Regions from separate parts of the Lactuca sativa genome. Here region 1 is linked to region 2. Evidence: chromatin contacts called from public Hi-C data. All regions are on one chromosome and are shown on one strand. Each heading gives the region's core, a stretch centred on a gene start, on an enhancer-like site or on the middle of the called end of the contact. The rest is flanking DNA. Distances are from core to core; before and after follow the strand shown.

Region 1 (5,315 bases), core at 1,583-4,082, 190 kb after region 2:
GTCTTTTATACTTTTATAAGGAAATAAGGGATTTTCTTGGAAAACGCACGAACTTTGGAATGGTATATATTTTCTCAAAACCGCTTATGAACTCACCAACTTAATTGTTGACACTTTTTCTTTGAAATAACTTGTATTCTCAGGGAACCGCTAAGCAGGTTTGGAAACCAACTTTTGGGGATTAACGCTCTGACGTTAATTACTTCTTTTGAAAGATCTTTATGTATTTATCTTTTGAACATGTAACAAATACAATTATGTAAACATTTTGAAACTTATATATATATATATATATATATATATATATATATATATATATATATATATATATATATAGTGGTGTGTACTTTCCTTACTAAGAACTATTATGATACTGAATATGACGTCATCTGCCCTCGAACGTTTCCGCCGTTCTGGTTTGGGGGTGTGACAATTCTGCACAACCCCCAGATGAAACACCTCACATTTAAGGGTATTCCTTTATTCCATTAAATTAGAGGTCCACCAGGAATTCCCGACTTTGAGTCTATTATCATCCTCATTCTATTAACTTTATATATGCAATCAGGATTGGGATTAAAGCGAAAACCCCTACTGAATTCGTACTTGGCATACTTGTGATTAAGGAGCATAGATTTGAAAACTGAAGAATATCCTTTCATCCTTTGAGCAGTTTAATTGAAACCTCCTTTGCTAGAAGAATGTTGAGTTGTTGATTCTTTCATTGACAAAGCACCATTTTTTCTTTTCTAACTCATATAGTCTTGGTAATCTCTCTTAGAGTGTTGTTCTTCCATACCAAATGTCCTTCCAAAACAAAATGTCCACGTTGGAATGAGGGATTTGAGAAAACATCATATTAAAATCAATGTGAGATTTTGAAAGGCTTGTAATGGCTTTTTGAATGTTGCACCAGGCCCTCGAGATTGATTTTTTGTGATGTAAGTTACCGGTTTCCTCCTTAGATTATCTATGATATTTATTCATTATTTCTAGAGGTTGTCTTTCTCTAGCTTTAATCTACACCACCATTTAGTTAAAAGGGCTATGTTTTGTACCTTTAGACCTCCAACTTCGAGTCCGCTTTTCTTTTTTGAAGCTACAGTCCTTTGTACCATTCTTTAGATTTTCCATATTATTGTGAAGAAGTTAGGAGGACTCATCATGGGAATCTTATTACATAGATCAACATTTCCATATCCATCCATTAATTGATGTTAGTAATACGAACATAAACCACCTAACACCTCACATATTGGATAAACACAAGCTCAAATAAAATAAAAGGGGGATTTTATTTAAAGAACCTCTCTTTAACATTTATTAATTCAATCTGTAGTGCTCATAACTACCCCTGGAGTTAGTTTCACAATCCCTTTAATCAGTTTCTCTCTATAACTATGCCAGGATAAAGCCATTCGAAATTTTTATAACAAGTAAGAGACTTAATAAAAATATTGTAAACATTTCCATATCGAATACTTAGTTCGAAACGAAAACTTTGATATAGATGATACCATTTGTATGATTCTTTCCCTTCCCTAGTGGTACCTCAACATTGAATAGATTTTTATTTGGTACATGATAGATGACGGTGTTTATATTTAGCTAATATCAATGAAGTTAATGGTATATCTCACCTTGTTCATCCCTGCAATTTATATCCTCCACACCCTCACAAGTTAATATAAAGTCATCTGGTATATCCTCTACACCATTATAATGGCGTGTGCCACCGCATCACCGCATCCCGTCAATAAACCCATGGGGTACCTATCACTAACATGCTACTCCACATATTTTTTCTATAATTTAATTCAAAAATACAATAATAACATAGATTTTTTTTAAAACTAGTTTTTCATTCAACAAAAAAAGACATTACATTAATTTAACAAAAACGACAATTTAAAATAAAAATAAAGAACACATTAAAAAAATATAAACAAATACAACTACCCGTAATCCTATTTTTTTTAAACAATGTTATTCTATTTTGAGGAATTCTTCAAATTTTGCCAAACATTGAGATGTGGAAAATGTTTTTGTTTTGTGTTTTCATATTGATCCATGACCACATTAACTGGATCGATATCGTTTTTGTGTAGATTGTTTATAATAAAGTTGTAAATTCCATTGAATTCGCAACATTTTACCTTCATATCGCATCATTTCGAACATACTTCATCAACATTTTGATTTACACAACCCATTAAATCATAGGAAACGCTTCGAACTTTTCCCCAAAAGAACTAGACATTTGAGCATCTTCTTCTTCCGAAACCTAAATCATGTTTCTGTTAACTTCTCTTCTTCCTCTTCTAACAAATTCATTATTTTGGGGGTCCTCAGTTTTTGAATTTAAGAACAATACAAATGTGTTAATGTGAATAAAGAGAGAATAATTGTATGAAAAATTAGACGGTTTTTAGTAATATTTATATCGGTAAAAATTAAATGAAAAAATGAAAAATCAAAATTAGCTATTACAATGGTCAACCATCATGTCAAAGCAAAGAGTTTTCACTAGTCGTGATCTGTCGTTGTCTGCACCATATTGGACAACGATCACGAGCCAAAACGAAAGACCTGGGTGGTGTTCGTAGCCGTGGTCCGTTGCCGCATAGACCGCTGCAAGGCAGATTTAAGAAGGGAGTAAAGGGGTCCATGCCCGCAATGGTTTAAATTTTTTTTATATAGATATATGTATTTTTCCCATTTTTTTACATAGGTATATATATTTCCCCCCTTTGAAATTGTTTCTTTGACATAGAGTGCGATTTTGAAATTCTAGATCCGCCCTTGGAACACGGAAACCTCTGTGATACCGAATGGTCTGATCACAATTTCCTGAATTTCATTATAATAATATATGGCTACCTTCGGAGAAAGTTCGTGACTTTACAGTCAATATTGGAGATCGATAAACAAATGCCCGACACATACAAAAACAACTCCACTACACCCAGTTCTTCTTCCTTTCTTCATAACAAGAAACAATGGATGCAGACAACACCTGCAAAAACCTGCCCAATCTCTATTCATCATTTGTCGACACTTTCGTCGACTTTTCGGTCAGCGAGATCTTCCTTCCCGACCCACCATCTCCTCCCGTTTTTCAAACCTCCTACCCTTCCCCTAATCGTCTAATAGCCATAGGTGATCTTCATGGCGACCTTCGCAAATCCAAACAAGCCCTCCGTCTTGCTGGTCTCATCGACTCCCAAGACCAGTGGTCCGGTGGCTCCTCCACTCTTGTACAAGTCGGAGATGTCCTCGATCGTGGTGGACAAGAACTCAAAATCCTTTACTTCCTCGAGAAACTAAAACGACAGGCTGCGAAGGTCGGCGGTAATGTCATCACTATGAACGGCAATCACGAAATCATGAATGTTTATGGTGATTTTTGGTGTACTGATCCATCTGGGCTTGATGAATTTCAAAATTGGGCTGATTGGTTTACTATAGGCAACAACATGAAGCGATTATGCGATGGACTAGAGAAACCTAAAGATATATACGATGGGATACCTACAAGTTTCCCTGGCGTTAAACAAGAATACGTAAACGGGTTTAGAGCAAGGATTGCTGCATTGAGACCTCAGGGTCCTATAGCAAGTAGGTTTTTGTCTAAAAACATGACTGTGCTTGTTGTTGGGGAGTCCGTGTTTGTTCATGGAGGGATCTTACCTCACCATGTTGCTTATGGATTGGAACGGATTAACGAAGAGGTGAGGGATTGGATTACTGGATTGAAAGAGACTGTATCTTCGGATTTAGTCATGTCCCGAAGCTCAGTTGTTTGGCTAAGAAAATTTTCTAACGAAGTGGCTGAAGATTGCGATTGTAGTATGCTGGAACATGTTCTTGCGACTATTCCGGGTGCAAGGAGGATGATCATGGGTCATACTATTCAGAAGGGTGGTATAAACGCATCTTGCAATAACAAAGCGATAAGGATTGATGTTGGTATGTCTAAGGGGTGTATTGACGGGTTGCCTGAGGTTCTGGAGATCAGTGAGGATTCTGGTCTACGAATCTTGACATCAAATCCGGCGTATGATCAGAATAGGCACGATTTGATGATGCGTAAGCAGCATGAAACACGACCAATTCAGGTTGAGGCTTAATCCTAATATTCTCTTTTATTACAATTGAATTTAGCACTCAAGATGTACACATTACTGAGTCTTGTTAATCAATTAGAAAATTATTGAGATTGTAAGCATAGTTAAGAAAGTTCTGATTTTTATTTGATTTACGTTGAGTTTGCAAACGAATTTCATTACTCCAAAGTTGCAATCAAAGACATACATTCAACAATGTTTCATAGCTAGAGAGGTTCTAAATTGGAAAATTAAATCTGGGGGAAAATTATAACTTGAGTTTTTGGTTTAATTATGTTAATCATTTTACTGTTAAAATCTCTCGGCTGAAGGATTAAAGTAGGTTTAAGTGATTATTATTTATTATTGTTGATTAGCATCTAAACTAAAAATGAAGTTAACATGATGGTCCACTTTGGAGGCGATAATCTGCTGGTATTTATATGGGTAGAATGGAATTTCGGAAACCTCAAGGTTCAGTCCTCAAGCTCAAACGAAGAACAAACTTTGTCATATTTATGGATCAATGCAAGTAATCCAAAAGGGGAATCCTTAAGCTGGGACCCATCCTTGAATGCTATATATTCTATCTAGACTTTTCTAGTCTTATGTTTGTTTTCTGTTGGTTTTGTTTCTTCCCCTTTCTTTCTTTGTACTTTCTAGCCTCTTATGTTTGTGAGCTTGCCATTAAAAAAAAAAAAAAAAAGAATTTCACATGATGGCGGACACATTACATAAGAGACTTTTCTAGTCTCTTATGTAGTCTCTTATGTTTGTCCACTTGCCCTTAAAAAAAAATAGTTACATGATGGTGGCCACGTTGCATAAGATGTTGACTACCATCCAAGGTGTATAAACTTTTCAGATTATCTATAATGGTGCAATGATATTGCTTTTTTTAATTGACTCGATCGGCTTTTAGAATTAAAATTCAGACGAATATAATGTTAAGATTGTTTCAAAAGTGCACCGGCGACACATCAACAAATATATCATATTGTTTAACTAATAATTTTAGTTATTTACAAATCAATTAAAAGAAGCGTCAGTGAATTTTTTGACGGACCCGCAGGATGGAAGATCCACACTTAGATCGGCTGACATTTTGGTCTTTGGATGGATAGAAGGGAAACATGGGTGCGTAGATCTTACTGGGGTCTCTCCTTTCGTTGGTTTGGGGAGCGGGAGTTTCACAGCTGGGCATGCCGC
Region 2 (4,768 bases), core at 948-3,447:
ATCAACAAATTATTATTCAATATATAATCAATATTTTATCAAGAAAAAAAGAAGAGGTTGAAAGAGGTAGGAAGAGGCAAAACAAGTGCTGCGCCAAAAAGAAGAGGTTTTTTAATCTGAAAACTTCTGAAAAACAAACAGCGGCGAGATAAAAAGTGATGCGCGTGTGTGCGCGCGCGCTGCGCAGTAATAAGAGGTCTGAAGAGGTTTTTTTCAAAAAACAAACAGCACCTAAATCATTGATAAAGTACAAAAGAAATAACCATGTATAGCTGTTTCTCTTCTCTTCTTGACTAAAGTCTAAATGAGCTATATGAATGTGAGTAAATGACCATTTTACCCTTATATAACACTTACAGGTTTCAAGAAATCAACATGATCAACCTCAAGAAAGAGTGGTGCACTTCCAGCAAAAGTATAAGCGGTTGCAAAAGCAAGCTCAAAAGCTCTACGCATCAAAAACCCTCCAAAAATTCTTCCATGGGTGTTCCTTTGTTGTGGCTGACATACCAATGAGTTTTGTAGACACGTGTCCTTTATAAGAATACTATCTCTATCAGCCAAAGCTGGCATGTCAATGAACACACGTCCTTCAGCCAACAATGCATTCAGCCTCTCTGCTTCCTTTTCGTTTTCAATCTCCTTCTTCTTTTCTTGTCTTCTCTTTTTCCTTAATTTGTTCCTCTCTTCTGCTTCTTTCCATAGGGATTTCTCCCTTTCAGTCTCGGGTGTGATTTGATTGATTATTGCTGATTTTCCAGTTTTGGAATCACGCGCCACAAAAGTGAAGTTGGCGACTAAAGCTTGCGAGTCTAGAGGATCGGATGTTTCTTCAGTGGGTTGAAGGACTTCTAACTGAATCTCCATGGAAGAACGACCAACCCAAGTAACAGCTCCAACTATTTTCAAATCAATGTCAACAAGAATCGGCTTTTTGATAACCATTTTGTCCACAGAAGCAGTCACTAGCAACAAGGAATCCGCCATGCCTGCATTATTGAAGCAGTGCTGTTTGTTTCACAGATCCAACAGAAACCACAACTGTTATAATCACGATGTTCTCTCATGAATGCATATAATCTGACAAAAGAGAAGGTAAAGGGGCGTACTTTGAAGGAGATGGTACCCGCGAGAGCATCAAGGTCTTCAAGCAATTTCCCCGCACGAATTCCGTTCCATGGATTCCTGTACTGTTCTCTGAGAATGTAATCGGAAGAAAAAGGGTAAAGAATGGTAGTCCGGCTGTGCGATGGAGTTTTTTCAGTAATGGAGTCGACATCCGAAGAAGGGGTGTCGAAAATGGATCTCGCTTGCCAAAGAGCATTTGTGGCCGGTGAATGATACATACCAGGCCACATACAGACAGGCTTGCGCAAGGAAGAACCGGCGTCAATGGCGGACACATCGTCATCTTGAAGACGTTGAGAATTAGGGCAAGATACAGTGGAGGCAACAGAATTGGGATCGATTCCGCTGATCGAAGGTGGGTCTGGTGGCCCCGAAGAGGAATATGACCTGAAACTACAAAACAAACGATTGAATATTTGGGGATTTTTCGAGGAAAGATTCAAGCTTTTGTGTGGGTTACGACATCGATAATCGTAATTGTGATTCAAAAGGAGAAAACGAGTGGTGTACAGTGATGGGTATCTGAGTTTTTTCGTTAATGTTGTAACAGCAACACCATAACCGAATCTTAGTGCTCTCATTTCGTTTGATTTTCTTATTGAAAGAGGAATTATACCTACAGAAACAAAGATAACGTTATACATAATAAACATCAAATAGGCAACCACAATGGATTTTAACCGATCCCCCTACTTACTAGGTCAGGTCTGCTACACTTTTTTCTTTCTTTCATGGGAGGCCCCGGAAGTGATGGTGAATGTTCCATGTGTTTGAAATTGAAATCAATTTGTCAAGAAACTTTCTGCTAATATAATGGTAGTCATAAAGTATGAGACAGACATAGATGATCGATCCATCAAATGAAACCTTCCTTACCCCCTTGCCAAAAATAGGTAAAAGCAAGAAATTATGTTTCACATTTTGATGAAGATAAATTGATCGAGTTCTTTATGAAATGATCGAAAATCACCCTTTTCAGTTTTCAAGTTTCGTAACGGATGAGAATGTTAGATGAAGGAAGAGACTGTGGGAGTGGTGGCAACCAAGCCGCCGTAAACTCACCACCAACCAAATAAATTGAAAATGTTTTATATAAATGGAAAATGTGAACCACTCCATGATATATATTTTTTTATTTTTATTTTTTTATGATTAAATTAAATAAAAAACATAATTTAAAATATAATAAATTATTTTATATTAATTACAACCACAATACATTAAATTACAAAACATAGAAAGTTAAAGCTAAATTACTGAAAAAAAACATAAAAAACTAAACCTAAATTACTAAAAAAACATAAAAACATAGAAAATTAAACCTAAATTATTAAAAAAAATATAGAAGTTAGTTGCGATAGTTCTTGAGAATTTCTTGTTGAATTTTTAAAAACACGCTTAAATTTTCCGGGTTGAGATTCAGTTGCATACCGTATTTAAAATTTGAAGGTCGATGATTGCTGTTTTTTGCCGACGAGCTTCCTCCGTTAATTCATTTTTTTTCTAAAAAACTTAGAGTTTTGTCTATTTTGTGGTGTAAAATGTTAGTAAAATAATGGGTATTTATAGTGGTAGTTGATAAGTTTCAAATTGATTTTTTTAATTTGCTAATGGTAGGATTTTTGTGGGTTAAATGGACCGTTGCCAAACTCATCTCCGATTGGTCGTCTCACCCTATCTTCAGACTCACGACACAGCCAGAGCACCGGCCCTGGGCGGTGTTCACGCGTCTTTTGCTATGCCAGGTAGGATTTTCACGCGTGGAAAACCTTCAACTCCGATTAGCCTAATAGTGACCGACCTATGGAGACATATCGGTAATGTTCTAAATAACGTGAGACGTGACTTGATTACAATGTCAAAGTTAAGTTATGATGAGATTTGGCAAGTTATGTTGTTTTTCAAAGTGTGACTAATTTATGTGCATTAAAATAGATAAATCATATAATTATTGAATTTTATCAAATATATCAAGTTTATAGAAGTGATATATTAATATCTAATATAAAAAAGTTAATAAAAACTTCATTATTTTATGCCCTATCAAGTAAAAAAATAAAATCAAAAACAAAAAAACCCGAATTTGAAAAAAACTTGCGCCATAGCACGATAATGCATGCCTTGATACGTTATTTCACGTTAACAAACCCGTTTTAAACGTTTTCATAACGACTATACCACACATCTATCCATGTCATACCTTGAGGCACACTTTTTAGAACCATGCATATAGGGATGCACAAAGACCGCACGTTTAAAGTGGTCTAATCTTTTGAATACAAAAAGAAACCAAGGGGGTGTTTGCGAGTGTTTTTTAAAATGATTTATTAGTTTAAAAAAAATCAATAAGTTAGAAAGATGTTTGGTAAACATTAATTTTTCAGTGAAAAAAATGACTTTTTCAGAAAGTTAGAAATTCTTACATTTTCCAAAAAGTCAATAATGAGTTTGAGAAGCAATCCCAAACACGCCTAAATTTCAATTTGCTCTATTTGGTTTACAAAAAGTCTAACTTTGAGAATAACTAATGGACAAATCATGCCGAAACATTTGGTTTTAATTCATTGCGCGTCTAGTTGTTAAGCATATAAAATCATCTAATTTTGGTCGTTAGACACAAACATATGCACTTGAGGCGTCTTGTTGTCATCAGTCTCTATTATACATGGTTTAAAATGTCAATCTCATACCTACTATTGACCTTTTCAATATAAATATTTTTCACCTCCTTACCCATTTTTGTAACACCTGGAATTTGAGGAGCAACTTTGGGTATAAATCACCTTTTGGGACTGAACACGACGTGTTGGAGGCACCAATACGGGGTGTCGAGATAAGAAAAGGCGCGGGTCTCATTAAGAGTAACACAACATTTTGCCTCCTAACACACGGTGTGTTGGTCATTTGGATGGATATGTATTGGTTGGAGCTGAGATTCGAAGTCGGGACCTCATCAACTATGGATCAGATCGAGAGTTGAGTGTTCCTTACTATACTTGTTGGTTCGAAGGCACCAAGGTTGGCCCTTTTGGATTGTTATCCTAATTATTGCAAGATTGAGTATCGTAGTGATCTGTTAGATCTGTATCCTGGTAGATAGGATAATGATATGCTTAGTGATCTGCAAGATCTGTCTGTTTGTTATTGGCTGGTTAATTGTATAGTTATCTATTATATATATATATATATATATATATATATGTGTGTGTGTGTGTGTGTGTATGTGTGTGTGAGAGTGGTTGGGTTGAGGCGGATTTGCTTTGTGCTGAAGGCCAACATACCCATGGCGTCCCGGATAGACTTGTGACAACTGTCAAAGTCAAGTCAAGTCAACAAGTCAACAAGTCAAACCGATAAACTTATTTAGTGCTTGTATGATAGGATATACTCTATGTCTTATTACGTACAACCCTCTATCATAATACAAAGTATCACTCATAAGTTTTAAATGTTTAGAAATTCTAAACCCTAACCAGGGTGAGTGAGGTAATACGGGTGGTCTAAAACACTCATTTCAAGGCATAATGGGGTTTACAAACCTTGCATTACTAGGCTAAACCCTAACAAAGGTCACAAACAAAGTGTCTCTTAATCTCTCTCACTATATCTCTCTCTATCCCAAATCTCTCACAAAATCCCT

What was found. A called contact is a pair of places that touch in the nucleus more often than the background predicts.
Region 1: a Hi-C map of leaf shows a contact between it and region 2, with 7 times the contacts expected there. The contact joins the promoter of LOC111886321 here to the promoter of LOC111886329 in region 2. A contact is called at or near these places in 2 of 4 Hi-C or Micro-C datasets (both in leaf).

What each region holds. Positions count from the first base shown.
Region 1 is chr2:103,695,582-103,700,896 of Lsat_Salinas_v11, forward strand. It overlaps LOC111886321 (shewanella-like protein phosphatase 2), which reads left to right and starts at 2,833. Exons shown (of 2, transcript XM_042899140.2): 1 at 2,833-4,118; 2 at 4,558-4,982. The coding sequence starts at 3,000. The coding sequence ends at 4,662.
Region 2 is chr2:103,505,963-103,510,730 of Lsat_Salinas_v11, forward strand. LOC111886329 (acyl-coenzyme A thioesterase 2, chloroplastic) reads right to left here and starts at 2,198. Exons shown (of 5, transcript XM_042899139.2): 1 at 1,826-2,198; 2 at 1,110-1,744; 3 at 358-1,008. The coding sequence starts at 1,709.